Linked DNA regions of Cricetulus griseus: region 2 is linked to region 1. A link is a contact called in public Hi-C data. All regions are on one chromosome and are shown on one strand. The core of a region is the stretch at or near the end of the contact, and the rest is flanking DNA. Distances in the headings are between cores, read along the strand shown.

Region 1 (7,609 bases), core at 2,842-5,341:
AGCTAAGCCCTCCTCCCCCCAGCCTGCTTCTTCCTCTCATTTTTTTTCTTTTTAGGGACCCCTATCAATTCCTGCTGGAGCATGCAGGTTCAATCCCTGCCAACTGCTCTGAATATCACAAAGCCACTTGTTGCTCTTTCTTAGTAGTAAGGGGCTCAGTAGACCCAGATCTCCATGGATGTGGGACAGATAAGGCAGCAGCCATCACAACTTGATAAATGTTTGTGAGCTGTGCAGACCCAATGATGGCTAATTTTATGCCTCATCCTTTGTGTATCAGGGATGACAAAGTGGAAGCAGCACCAAGGGCTCACAAACCTACCCCATCAGCCAGGAGCCACAGCTTTGAACAGGATGAAGGGTACTGAATTAAGTGCTCAAAATTCCTTCTTACACACCCTCTAAGTCTCTAACTGACTTGTTGAATTCTTAAGCCTGCTGGTGCAGTATGGCATTCATAACTGTCAATTGTAGGGAGAATTGGCAGTCCAAATCTAAAACCCTATCTCTGATAGCATTTATGCCTAATTTATTTACAGATAGCTCACATTATACATCTAAAATAAAGCTAAGCTGCCCTCCCCTCAGTCTATATGAGGCAATGTGCTTTAGAGCAGACAGCTGGACTTGGATTCAAGTCCTATCCCATTTTAGCTGTGTAACGCTGGGCTATCTACTACACCTCTCTGAATCTTTGCTTATATGGGGAACACTGTGAATTGCACCTTCCTGATGAGACTGTAAGATGTGAAGGCAGACACCCTATTGGCTCTCCCAACCCTTACTGAGTAAGTAGCTTTGGTAGGGTTAATTGCCCTTCTTAGGTGTCAGTTTTCTCACTAAACAGGCAAACCACAACATCTAGTTTGGTTTACATCTAGAGGGTTGCTGAGGGTTATAGTAAAATGCAAGTCTGCACTGAGAGCTTGGTTAAGGCAAGCACAAAATGACCATCGACACTTGTGATGACAGGGCATGCAAATAAGTCTGGAAGGCTAATGCACTCAGAATGACATTTCAACTGGCAGCTTTGCAACTCTTATCCAGAGACAAGGAAGGACCCCCATCCATGGTCCCAGCTCATCAAAGGACTTCCTGAGTGAGGAAGGATTCTGTAAGGCCAGAGCCTGGAGAAGGGACAAGGCAAAAAGCTGAAGATCCTCAAGAAAGCTGGCATTGCGTGACCAGAGGTGGTGGAGAGAAGACAGCCAGGCAGTAAGGATTTCAACCATGGTGTAATAGGCCAGGACAGGAGCCCAGAGACACTCCTGTCCCTTTCCCTTGGAAATCAAACTATTGGATAAGTGGTCCTGAAGGAACTGAAATTTCCTTACCAACCTCATGCCCGGAGAAGAACAGGCTGCCAGCCACAGGAGTAACTTGTCTGCCAGGAAGATATTCCACAGGGTTCTGGCAACTTGTCAAACTACCTCATTGAGACTGGAACTCAGGCAGTCATGGGTTAATGATGGCCAGGACTATACCTTGGCCAGGACTACTTGGTGATGCATACCTTTTTTGTACTCTAAAGCTAAAGTGCATGCAGAACACAGAAGATGTAATAGGGTTGGGGGAGATCACTAGATTAGTCTAGTTGTAATTCTTCCCAATGTAACCATATTGAATTAATCTCTCTTCTCTGCTTTTGCCCCTTTAATTGACATATTCAGGACAGGTGGCTGAACCTCGATTGTTAGGGGTGCTGGAGCTCAAGCTTTGATCCTAACAACTCCAGTTACAATACAACTGGTGGAGAACAGTGTAGTTACTGATGCCAGGGAGTAATTTGGGTAGAAGTTACCCCAGACAAGGAGAAGCACATTGAAAACCACACCAAGACTAGGTGAGGTCATGTCTGGAAGACAGATGGATGAAGCAATTTATATTTAAATGGTAAGGCAAACAACACACCCCCACTGTGCCACCACCGTCTATTCTTACTCAATTTCTCTACAAGAAAGTAGAAATTATGGCAGTGCTAATTGCTATGCACTTTTAAATGAGAACCTTGGCATTGGGATATAGACCCCAGTCTCTGTTTTTTGATATGACTAGTAAAGAAAAGTTTTTCAAATGTGTTTGGACTTTCAGTTGCTAGGTGCTTTCTGTTCGGTCCACTTTCCCCTTAGCTTCCAAACCCTATTGCTGGAACTGGTAGATCCTATCAGAAGTGCCTTGTGAACCAAAGTCCCAGGGAATGCTGTGGGTGAGGACTGATGACAATTGGGCGCTGCTGCAGGCGGACCTTCAGGCCAGGGTCAGGGAGGGCCACATAGTCAGGAGATGGGTGGGGACAGAGGAGGCTTGTGGCTCACTGCTTCCTGAATTCGGACTGCAAGCAGCTGGAGAACTAAACACGGCCCTCTGCTGGGGTCCTTGTGACCTGCAGCCGCCTGTAGTCCGTGGCTGGGGGGAGATTATCTGTCAGTGAAGACTCCCTAAAGATCTAACTTCCCTTCTCGGCGCTTCTGTTTCTTTCTCCCATTTTCGGGGAATGGGCGATTTAGACAGGTTCAGTAGCCACCGAGTGCTGGAGCAAAGGCTGGCAGACCGAAGAAGCCCCTGGCAGCTCCGACCTCTGGCATTTTCCGGAGCCCTAAGCGCAACAACTGTCCCCAGAAATTCATGAAACAAGCCGAATACAGCACCAGTACCCGGGATTCTCGTTATGGAAGCAGCTCCTCATCTCCCGCCCTAACACTCGGGTACCTAAGCATTAGGTACCGGGACTAGAAGTAGGGTGCCTGTGAACCCCCATCTCTGTGCACCATTGCTGGCCGCACTACCTACCACCCAGTTTCCGCCGTGGCGCCCAGGGCCCCACAGTGCCTCCTAGTGTCCGGGTAGCACCTTCATTGCTCAGCCTCCCACCTCACCAGGACTCCCCGATTCTACAATTTCTCGGGGGCAGCTAGACCCCGCGAGCCGTGACTATCAGCCAGTCCCCAGCGCCCCAAATAGGTCTCCTCGTGCCTCTTAGAAGCGAAGTCGCAGCCAGTAGTGGCGCAGCGGGAGGCTCAAGTCGGCGATCAGGCCGTGGCCAGGGTTTGGGGCGCTAGGAGTGAAAGCAGGCGAGGCCGGGGGGCCAGGGGCAGCCGGTGAAGGCAGCGACGGGCGTCTGAGGGAGGTGAAGCGGCGGGCGGCGCGAGGAGTCCCTGTGATTGGCACAGCCCGAGCTGGAGGAGGCGGCAAGGGGAGGGCGGAGGAGGAGGAGGAGGAGAGGGAGGAGGAGGAAGGGGGCGAGCGCGGCGGCGGCGAGGAGCGGAGCCTTCAACCTCTCCAGCCGCGGCAGGACGGGGGCGGCCGCCGCGGGTCCGGGGCGGAGACAGCACGCAGCCTCGCAGCGCGCACCCCCGCCCGGCAACGGCCACGACACCCGGGGCGAGCGGGAAAGCGGCGGCGGCGGCAGCGGCGGCGGGGGAAGGATGCAGGGGAAGAAGCCGGGAGGCTCGTCGGGCGGCGGCCGGAGCGGCGAGCTGCAGGGGGACGAGGCGCAGAGGAACAAGAAGAAGAAAAAGAAGGTGTCCTGCTTTTCCAACATCAAGATCTTCCTGGTGTCTGAGTGCGCTTTGATGTTGGCGCAGGGAACGGTGGGCGCCTACCTGGTGAGTCCGGGTGCCAACTCTGCCGCGGACCCCCTCCCCTGCCGGCGCTTCTTCTGCTTGCTGCCTGGCACCGGGAGGGGGCCTCGCCGGCGCCGGGGGCAGGCGGGCATGACCTCGGCCGGGCGCGGAGGTTGGCGACTGGTGCAGAGGCGGCCGCCGGGGGAGCTGCCGGCCCGGAGCGGGCGGGACCGTGGATGCCGGCAGCAGCTCGTGCGCTTGGCAGGGGCTGGGGGCCGGGGAGGGGGGTGCCCGAGTGGAGTCGCCGCGGGCAGGTGGGCATGCAACTGTTTCTTCTTCTCTCTCGAAAACGGAGCCAGATGGCGAGTTCAGGTCAGGGAGCCTCCTCGGAGACTGGAAAGGCATCACGGTTCAGGTGACCTGCACATGGGAGGAAAAGCCAGTTAGCATCCTGCGTCCTCTACTCTCTGTTTCATCCGCCCGGAGAACGAATCATTATGCATCATTTTTCCCCAGGCTCTTTCTCCATCCGCCAATTGCCGGGGAATTTAACAGCTTAGAGTAAAAGGCGCCCGAGTGTGGCCCTGATCTGAGTGGTTGTTGCAGGGGGAATAGTCCCACCCAGATCCCAATAGCCATCTTTCAGTGTGGGGATAAAGTTACAGTACCTGGAGAGCAGCTGCGAGTTTGTGTAGTTTTAGCTTAATTCCCTACTGTGGTCGCTCTCGCCCACACAGGGAGTGGATCACTGCGTACAATATGTATCTATTTTATTTGCCTTTAGAAAGGGATTATTGATGCTCAAAAGGCCCATGGACGCCTACTATAACCAAAGAATCCGCTTGTAATGACTCAGCACTGTCAAGTACCTACTTTGTTGCTTTTTCCTGCAGTGCTCAGGTGGTCCGCACTTGAGACAGTGCACTTCCATACCGGTCCTGTCTTAACAGGAAAAGATGTCTCAGGGTGCATGGTGTTAAACCCTTGCTTGGCTATTGACCTGAAACTGGAATCAAATGTCATAGATTGTAAGTGTTAGGGAGCACATTTGATGGAGATTGAATCGGACAAGATTTCAAAAGCGGTTGGATAACCACATCCAGAGATAGAGCCATGTGTATCCTGATGTTATCATGAATCCCTCATTCCTGGCCCTGGGTTAAAGAAAGTTAATGAGGGCCAGACTCTGAGTATCCAGTGCCATTAACAATTACCCAAGGCTCTTACAGGCTAAGGTGAAGTGAAGTAGTGCTTGGTTAGAATTAGTTATGCGGTGTCAAGGGGGGTGGGGGGGTGGGACACCTCTGTGGATGCAATTCTGTTCCTGGGATGACAGAACTCCAGAGCACTTAAGAAATCAAATTCATTTCTGTTGCCCTTCCCTTGATGAACAGCCTTGTGCATATATGTTGTTACTAAATCCTGAGGCCAAAAGTGTTCAGTTTTATCACATGTATTAATTTTGTTTATAGTTGTAATACTACACTGTAAACTTTTGGATTTGCTCGATAAAGATGATGTTTGGAGGGGCAGCTTCTTTAGGGGTGATTTGACTGTTAAAATACTTAGGAGGTACATGTGTTACTAGAGGCGAATGCAAGTTAATACTGATAGGTGTGAATCTGTAGCATATGCAAACTGTTACATCTAACTGGGTCTTCATGTAAAAGGAGGCAATGAGTCTATCAACAGCTGGATCTTGTTTAACAGTTCCTTTGCTTCAAACCAGTTTTGCTTAAGTGTGCGTTATTCACATGTGGAGAACAGCAAGGCTATACTTTTCATCCCAGGAATGATGAATGCCTGAGCTTAGGGGTTTTTGCTTGTAGTGACTTAAGGATTTTAGAAGCAAGTGAAACTGAGCCTCAAGCAGATGAGTGGCCCCGTTCTTTGTGGAAAGTTTAAAAGCAAGTGCTTCTACCATGGGAAACTTCCCCAGGCAGGGCTGGCCCTGAGAGATGAGGGGTTATCATGAATCTCAGGACAAGGAAGGGCAGGAGGCATTCAGTCCACCTGCTGGTGGTATTTGGACACTTCTGTCCCTGATGGAAAGTCTTGGGGGGGGGGTAAAGGGTAACAGGAGCCAACAGGTGCCTTGCATAAAGCAGATGGAGGCCCAGGAGAGGACAGGCCAAGGAAATTGAATTACTTCTAATCACTAGCAGGGCAAGCATAATATTCTCAGGGCCCTGCTTGGCCCCTCTGCCCCTGACTTCCCTTTACTGCATGAACCTCATGTCAAGACTAGGTAGCTACTAGGATTGGCCCAGTCTGCTTGCTGCTGGACTTTGGTCTTCTGGGTCACTTAAGAGGTTTCCCTTCCTCTGTCATTTGGGCAGGTGGGGAAAGTTCTGGTTTTCTTTCAACCACAGGAGATTTCTGTCTGGAAGTTTGAGGAAATCACTTATTATAGGGGGGTCAAGTGAAAGGCAGCTTTCTTCCTTTTAAACTGTCATAGCATCTTTCCTAGGGAACCTGAGACCCTGAGTCCGTGTGAGGAACACAGGTGGTCCATGTGCAAGGGGTGTGCAATATGTGATCTATTCAGTGGGATTCAGCACACTCTTCTGAGAAAGTGTTTTCAGAGACCTGATGAAGAGCTTGCTGTGGGGCATTGCCAGCTAGTCTTTCTTTCTCCTTAAGGAGGATGGCTGCAAGTTGGATGTCAATGGTAGTATTTCCTATTTGATGTCTAAAGCCCATGCAGCTACCTTGTGTTTTTTAATCTCCCTGGGTGCCTTTCTATTTTTAAGTATTGGGAAGCATCATTTCATTTTTTCTCTTTCATTCTGAAGAGACAGATTTCTCATTGCCCTTAGTGTGTCCTCAGCGACATTGGTGTAGTTTTCCCAACTGCAGAAGTGAGTGAGGCAGGAAGTGGCTTGTGATTTGAGAAGTGGCCCTGCAAAGTAGGACTCCTGTGTGGTGTGTGGAGGTAGGGGGCTAAAAGGAGGTAAGAAAGAGGAGGAAAGGGTGGAGAGGGAAGAGAAAGGGGGAAGGGTTGGAGAGAGGGGGAGGAGGAGAAAAAGGTGAGAGATTGAGATTTTGATTGTCTTCTCTCAAGAACATGCCTGTGAAGGAGACTCAAAAAACTGTATATAGCAAGGCATGCTAGTCTGAGACCCTGCAAGTTTTTGCTTGGGTTTTGAGGTCTTCCAGGAAGTGAAGAGGACTAAGACTCTGACATCCGTGCTAGATTTTGGTAGGACAATGTAGATAAGGTAACTCAGGTGTCACACAGCTTAGCCAGAATGCCTGAAATCCTCACTTAGGACAATGCTGTGCTGCGACATCTTCAACAGCTAGGTTGGCTATGATGATGTAGATGTAGATGTAGACACATTGTGTTAGAAGAGGCTCACTGAGTTTAATGATCATTGTACCTTACCTATATTGTCCAAGACAAAGCCATGTGTATTTCCGGTACCTGGGTGTTTGCTTCCAGGGGCTCCTGGATGTAATGCCCTATTTGCAGGAATATACCTGCTGTGGAAGTCTTGGTCTGCTGAAAGACGGTCCAGGCATGTGGGAACTGACTGGAGAGAAAACCATTTGTGTAGATTTATCTGTGCATTGTGGGTGCTTACTGAGATGTGGCAAGCCAGGCAACTCTGCAGAGACAGGTTTGTATATGTTATGGAATTACTGAGGAGTTGGGGAGATAAGGATGTGTACAGGAAATTAAAACTGCTGACACCTTAGGCAATTTCGAATGAAGCTCAAGAGAGATTCTTTTGAATTGCTTCAGGACACACACTGAATAAAGGCCCCTGTTAGTCTCTGGGAATTTCAGTGGACCCCAGTGAAGCAGAGGTGGGCCTTTTCCTATTTAAGTTATGCAGAAGTGTGTTTGAGGTTGTGGTTACAGAGTAGTGACATAGATGACTGAGTGTGGCTAATGACACGCTGTCTGTCTGCTTGATAGTCACTTATTTTTAGGCCAGAGAACATTCAGTAGGTTTACAGTTAGCTGCCACGGTTGATATTTTCTTTTTTCTCTGAAGAAGCATCTTTTTGAAGATAGGTTCTTGCATAGCTAGTCTAGA
Region 2 (7,609 bases), core at 3,449-5,948, 180 kb after region 1:
GCAGGCTGACCTTGAAGCCACATTAGAGACAGGCACTCTCCTAACAGAGCCAACTATGGATGCCCCCTACAGTAGAGACTTGTGCTAAGCTCTCCTTTGGCTTCATTAACATCCTCTTCCATTTGTTACATCTCCTCACCTTCACTAAAGCTTAAGAATCAGTTGGGGACCATTGAGGTGTCTCAGAGGTTAAAGGTACTTGCCAGCAAGGCAGGTGGCCTGAGTTGATCCCCAGGACCAACATGGTAAGAAGAGAGTAATGAGTCACAATTTGTCGCCTGCCGTCCACATACACACTGTAGTGTCTACACATACATATATGCATGTTTGCGTGCATGCATGCACACACGTACATACACAAGTTAATGTAATTAAAATTTTTCAAAGGTTTTGAAACAAAGTATTGTTCCAATTCTAGTTTCTCTGTTGTAATAAAAGGAGAATTGGCTAAGGCTAAATAATGTCATAAATGCACAGCTAGCCTTTCCCATGTAGCCCCTGCATCCAGAGTAATTAAGAGGGTTCCATTTGATCAAGCCTCTTTATAGCCCTTTAAAAAGCCTTGTTACTCCCTTTCTTTTTTGTAACAGGGTTACTGAGGTTTAATTTATATGCCATAAAAGTCGCTTGTTTTATATGCTTAATTTACAGAGTTGTACAACCATTGCCACATATCAATATTAAAGCTTTTACAACACCCCTGTTATTTTTCCTTTAACATGGATAAAAAGTTGTTTGATAGCCTTGTTGGGCCCAGTAAGTTTACAACAAGGAAGGCTCAGCTTAGCATGAATAAGAGTGTTGGAGTTCCAGCAAAAGTGAGCACCAGCAATGCCAGTTCTCACATTTCCCTGCCTCTCCTATGAATCCCAGAGCCTGGGATGCTTGATCCTTACCTGAACCCAGGTTGCTAGGTTCTCACCTGAGTCCAAATGCCTCTACATGGCCTGTGAGTTCCAGACTATTTCTCTTGTGTCCCTAAGAGAGCCATTGCAGTATTGACACAGCACAAACAAGCCACGCCAAGGCCATGGCATTGTGGTGGTACATAAGAAACATGAGCATTGCTTTCTGGTCTCCTTGCTGGGGAAAATATCTTCCCACATACCTGCAAAGGAAAGCATTATGGAACAAAGACTTGAGTGGAGTGTCAGGTGTCATCAGTTAGATCATTAAATAAGACTCACTAATTGCCTGACTGCAAGTAGACCATGCTATACCTTTTTCAGACAGGCTTTCAAGGATCATCAGCATCATGGAGAATGAATTCATGCTTTCCTTTGCAGCCACCAGCCCTCCCTAGAAAGGAACACTACCTGTGCATTTAAGCTACCTCCAAAAAGGGACAGAGAATGGGCAGTTTCCAAAGAAAGTTTTTTCTTTTATATTTGTATTAATTTTTGAGAATTTTATATTTTGATCATATTCACCCCTTCACACTTCTCCCCTATCTCCTCCCAGATCCACCCCTTCTCCCTATACCCCCAAGTCCATGTCTTCTAATTTATGGTTCAGTATACTCCTGGACGTGGAGATCTCCATGGACACATGGTCATCCTTAAAGGAAATTGATTCTGTCTCCCCAGAAGCCATCAACTATCCATAGCTCCTAAGTTATGAGTGTGGGCTCACGAACCCCTTCCCGTTGTTTGCCTGAATGTTGACTGTTTTGATATTGCATAGGTCTTGTGCTGGCTACCACAGCCGCTGTGAGTTCATGAACAGAGCAGTCCTGACATACACAGAAGGCCACTGTAATGTCCAGAAGGTCACCCAGTCTTCCTGGACCTCTGGCACATATAAATATAATTTTTCCACTCCTGTGATGGTCCCTAAGCCTTAGGGAAGGTATGATATAGATGTCCTATTGGATGGTGAGCACTACACTGACAGTTATTCACTTGGGCCAGTTATGAGTTTCTGCATTAACCACCACCCTCTGCACATGGAAACTTCTCTGATGAATACTGAGAGCTGCACTGATCTATGGGTATAGAGATGGGAATTCAGAGGCTGTTTGACACTATAACCAATTAGCAGAATAGTAGTAATAGCTTCACCCCTGAGACCTGTGAGTGCCCCATTCATGGGTTCATTGTACAGTACCAGGTTTACAGTGGCAGGCATATTTCTTCCTATGGAGCAGACCCCAAATCCATTCAGAAAGCAATTGGTTAACCCCATAACATCCATACCACCATTGTACCCATGGGCATGTCTTGCCTCTTGGTCATATTGCAGGTCACCTGGTTTATAGCTGAGTGAGACCATTGATGACTTCCCCTCTCCGCAACAGCCTGTGTAGCATCTTCCAGTACAATGAGAGCAAGTCAGCCAGGGAGTTTCCTGGTCAGTAACAACATGACTTCTCCAGATGACAGATCCAGTGTGTTTGGTATCACCAGCAATAGGGTCGCACCACCAAGTCCTAATGGACAACCAAGAGTAATGGCAGCAGCCTGTACTGTTTAAAGGGTCTCCAGGACACCTCTGACCAGCAACTCAAGGGGAGGTATCCCTCACTTGGCACTGAATTTTTTATGCTCATTCTAGAAACCATAGATTGCCAAACAGAAATGTAATATTTTGTAGTTCTGGGGACTGGGATAACCCAGATCAAGCCTCAGTAAATAAAGTATTCAGTCAAGAGGCTACTTTTTGGCTTTCAATGAACAGTCTTGTTGTATCCTAACTTGGCAGGCAAGGTGAGGAAACCCTCCAAGATATCTTTTATAAGGACCAATTCACTCATGAAGGTTCTATCCCTATAAACTAAGTCACCTTTCCACATGGGAATTTCAGGAGAGCTGAAACATTCAGGGTCTGGCAACACTCTGCCCCTAACTACCTTCACCCCTGGCTACCTTCTCACAATACCACCATGCAAGCTTAGATGGTGTAAGTGTATTTGCACTAGAGGATATAGATGTGGGAAACTGTCTAGCCTCTTCATCAGCAACATGATACAGGAAAAAAAAAAAACTACATAGAGTTAGAATTCAACTTTTCTGGTCAGCAAATTGGGTACCAGATCACAAACCACCCCACCTTCAAATACGTATCAGATTATATTCGGTTCTGCTTTCCTGTTTGGAAAAGGAAAGTGAGATCAAAACCTAATTAAGACTGCACTTCAGCCCTGGAACTAAACTCATTCGAAAAGCAATTGCAATGGGGCCCTGAGCCGCCTCTGGCCACCTCACAGTGCACATGTGCTTCAAACTGTTGCCATTTATCATCGATTCTCCGGTTTAAGGCATTAGAGAAAGCTTTTCAGAATTTACCCTCTCCCCACACTTGGTAGGACCACAAGGCTCCAGGCAGTTTGCAGACAGCACAGAGGCCCCAGACTGAAGGCAGCCTTGGAACATACTCCTACCTAATTTACAGCTGCAGGCACTTGGAATGTTCTGTCTGTGTGTCATTATCTGCCTTGCTCCTTAGCTGTCAGAACGAGAGAGCTGGAGGCTGGGGTCCCAGAGCCAGCTCCTCTTTGGAGCACCCCATTCTCTCCCTTCCCTTCACTGGGGTTTGGCGTGATGTATCTGCACCCACTTGCCATGTTCCTACCAACTGTGTAGCCGAGGAAACCCAGAACCTTCTGAGGCTCACTGTGACACACTGTATCCCCAACCTGCTTTCCATGGCAGTTCCTAGGAACCCACACATATTTTGAATTTCTACTCATGACCAGCCATGCTGGGTATTATAGGGAACACAGGGAACTAAGACAGAGCTCACACGGCTCCTTAGTCTGTGGTCTGAATCAGTGTTCTAGTAGGGATATTTCCCCCTCTCCTGGGATATTGGGCAATATCTAAACAATTTTGGTTATCATGACTGGAGGAAGAAGGTACATCTAAGTACCTGAGATGCCCAGGGCTCTTCCCCCATCCAGGAATGACTTGCCATCTTATGACTGCAGGGCTGGGGTTCAGAGACCATGATCTAAATAGACCAACCCAGATGTAGATGCAGGTACTTTCACTGAGATGTGGCAGTAACTTGAGAACCCATGCACATAGAGGACAGAGACTCTGTGCCTCTCAGTGAGTGGTCCTCTCTTGCTGTCCTTTGATCCACACTGAACAGCAGATTTCATCTTGGAAGGACAGGGCATATATGAGGAAGAATTCATTTGCACCCCAAATTTGTTATAAAAGGGCAGTGTTATCCCACATATGCAGATATATCTAGTGATCCAAGGTTTCACTTCTCAGTTCCCACCCTTCCAAGTCAAAATCCACCCCCAGACAAAAGCCTGCAAAGGCCACAGGGACCCCAGTGTGGGAGCCCAGCCCTCTGGAGGAAGAGGGCTACGTTCAGCAATGAGTATTCCTTTATGTTTGCCTTCTCGGCTGAGCTCTGCTGGGGAAGTTATGAATGAGTCATGGTGAATCACTGGGGAATGCCCTCCCTGGAGCGACTGTGCCTGAGAATCCACCCAGGCAACAGAAGTCTGCCATTCCTTTCCTGCGCACCCCCCCCAAAAAAGATGGCAAATAAAGCAGAAAGTGGTTAACGTAACTACATCTATAACTTTATACTGTTAAAGTAAGAAAAATACAGAATGCCAAGAGGAGCCAAATGGGAAGGATTCCCACTCGAAATCAGGAAGGGCAGAGTACAATGAAGACTGAAGACTCTGCTGTGTGGGCATGAGGCTCATTCAGAACCAGCTGCTCTGAGCAAGTAACCCCCCTCAGAGAGGTGAAGGCAGAGTGGAAAGATCACATGGGCCTGTGATTCATAAAACCAGAGTCATCACACCAGTGGCTTTCTTACAATATTGCCTGGCCTGTTAGAGCATCCTTGGCTCATTGGTTTGCAGAGTGGGTTTCAGTGGTACCTCACACCACTGTTTTCAGGATGCGATCAGTTAAGGCCAAGAAAGTTAAGCAACCTTCCAGAATTAGCATTAGATGTCAGGGTGTGAGGGCATCAATGTGGCTTCCATGCCATCTTTTAAAGGTGGCATCCTGCAGTGCTTAGGGCTGAGATGAAGTCTGGGGTAGACACTGAGATCCCACAGGGCAAGAGGAGTAGGTGAGGAGTGGTAGAAAGATGAGCATGAGTTTACAGATGGTTATGGCAAGATGGGGGTGTTATTCTAGCCAGGTCTTTTCAAGTCGAACTTTGCATCATTTGAAATTATCTTTTAAAGAACAGCTATAAAGAGTGGTTACTCAAGTGTGAATGCACCATTCACTTACAAATAGAATAATAGCTCAGGTGGTAAATGTTATATCAACTTTGCCACCATCAAGCAGACACATGTGTAAGAAAGATAACTCAAATACGTGGGCTGTGGGAATTGTAGAGACACAGTGACATAACTCAGAAAGAAAAACAGACACCTGGGGGTCTAGCATTCAATGCTCCTGAACCCTTTTCTGGGAATATGTCAATAACTATGGAAAGGAATAAGCCTGGGGACTCTGGAGTGAGAGATGAGCTGAAGGAGGAGCAGTGTCTCAAGACAACAGCCTCACCAGGACCTAGAAGAATGGGTGTTCACAGGGGTGTGGGAGAGAAAGACAGCACAGCCTTAATGCTCTTTCCATGGAAGCTGGCTGTTCCAGGCCCATGCCCCCATCCCTGGAATGTGGGCCATAGGTGGGGCAGCCCTGAGCTGGGGCAGCTCCCAGTCTGCAAGGCTACAGAGGAGGGAACACAGAGTCCTCTCAGTTGGAAGGGATTCAGAGGGCAGGGTGGAGGATTTGGGAACTGATGAAGTAAAGGTTACACACCCCTTTAAGCCTTTCATGAAGCACATATCAGAGGCAGAGTGTGAAAGCAAAGTGTCGTGCATCTCAGTAGCTCAAAAAAGCTGCCCCTGCCCTGAGATTTCACGAGATAACTGGTGGCCCCATGTTCTTGTCCCGATGGAAGGTTTTGGGGTGGCAGTGAGGGCTACTGTGACAGAGTGGACGTTCCTTGCCAGGTGTTGGGTTCTTTTTTGGCCCTAGTGTTTCAGTTGTGAGTTCTGGGCACATGCCACTTTTCCCCTTCAGGCTTCAGAATCCCCACCTTGGAATGAGAAGCCAAGCCTTCTCTGCTGCCTCAGTTTACTTAGTTAAGTAGAAGAGTTCCTGCTGACAGGCCATTTGCACCTGTGTTTACTGTCATTCCTGGCACATCAAAGATACTGGATGTGTCTCATGTGTGATCTGAGGTCCCAAGCATGATGAGATTTGGCCCCCTGTACTGAGTCACTTGCTTAGGATGTAAGGAGGTTCTTAGCCAGAGGGCCATTCTTCTTTCAACAACCAGTGTAAGTTAGTGACATAAGTCAGTGCTTACTTGTGATGAGCCCCATGTAAGATGGCTGGCCACCAGAGCAGGGCAGGTACTCCTGAGTTTTCTTCTTGGATTCTGATAGCTTTTCAGTTGGTTGGTAAGTTTCAAAGGGTTTTAGATAGTGCAAAATGAGATGTTTGAGAAAAATGAGAAAACGCTGATGGTGAGTAGCATAGCTCCCCTTCTGGTGTGTGTGTGTGTGTGGGGGATTAGTAACTTGTCTAGATACTGTGACAAAGTACTCTAACCAAAGAAACTTAAGGAAGAAAAGGATCCTTCTGGCTCATGGTTAGAAGGTGCCAACATCCCTGAAGAGAAGGGTTGGCAGCAGGTGTGGGAGGTGACTGGTCACATGAAGGCTGTTCCTCTGTTCCAGTTTCTCCTTCTTGTCTGGTCCAGGACTCCAGCCAATGAGATGGTGTTGCCCACAGTTAGGGTGGGTCTTCTCAGTTCAATTAACTCAATCCAGAAACTTCTTCAGGACAGACTTGCCCAGAGACATATTCCTTGATGATTCTAGGTCTGATTGGGGTGACAGTGGAGGTTACCCAATATAGGAGTGGTTTGTTTTCTCTTGTTCCTTGTTTGCTTTTCATTTGCTGGGTTTTGAATCATGTTCTTAGAAGGTGATGTGGCCAAATCATTGTTCATTCCATCTTGTTTAGCACGACTTGTTTTTGTGCCTCTGCACTATTCTTAAGTAAATAAAATATCTGAGAGAAAAGCCAGTGATGGCCTCCAAATTTTGGCAATGGGTCTCTTTCTGATGGATATGTATGTATGTATGTATGTATGTATGTATGTATGTATGTATGTATGTACATAATAGTGGGGTATGTATGCATACACACACACACACATCCACACATATATAATTCATCACTGGATGTGGGATGTTGCCATATTTGAGGAGGTACCAACTCTTCATCCATCATAAGAACTTTATGTAGAAATCTACCTAGTATACCCCCCCAAAAAAAGGTGTGACATCAGCTCCTTCAGTTATATCCATCCATTCGGCTCCTCCCCACCTCCTGCTTGGGAAGCCCAGTTTTAAGAAGCCCTGTATGAAACTAAAGTTTTAACAGAGAGGTGAGTGGAGGCTGAGAGTCAGAGTCCTAGCCTTGGAGATGAGATAGGGCAGGTGATAGGGAGCTTGAACCAAGACAGTATGACATCTATGTCTGTGAGAAGTAAAATATTGTCTATACCACTGTTTGTGTGAGGTTGAAATGAGATCAGCGGTCCTAGGTCATAATGAAAGTGTTTACTCCAGAGAACCACTGCTCTAGATTATAAGAATTTAACC

The links. A called contact is a pair of places that touch in the nucleus more often than the background predicts.
Region 2: a Hi-C map of liver shows a contact between it and region 1, with 2.4 times the contacts expected there. The contact joins the enhancer-like site here to the promoter of LOC113834922 in region 1. A contact is called at or near these places in 2 of 8 Hi-C or Micro-C datasets (fibroblasts and liver).

Annotation. Positions count from the first base shown.
Region 1 is chr3:122,750,271-122,757,879 of CriGri-PICRH-1.0, forward strand. It overlaps LOC113834922 (vegetative cell wall protein gp1-like), which reads right to left and starts at 4,092. Exons shown (of 3, transcript XR_003483929.2): 1 at 3,603-4,092. It overlaps Slco3a1 (solute carrier organic anion transporter family member 3A1), which reads left to right and starts at 3,426. Exons shown (of 11, transcript XM_027408153.2): 1 at 3,426-3,605. The coding sequence starts at 3,426.
Region 2 is chr3:122,931,508-122,939,116 of CriGri-PICRH-1.0, forward strand. The region is part of intron 2 of Slco3a1 (solute carrier organic anion transporter family member 3A1); the gene reads left to right. Among named protein-coding and RNA genes, the nearest start is that of Slco3a1, 180 kb to the left of the region's middle. Within about 2 kb of position 4,699, at least 4 of the 6 cell types and tissues checked have open chromatin away from gene starts, as enhancers often do. A contact at or near this core is called in fibroblasts, where this site is marked.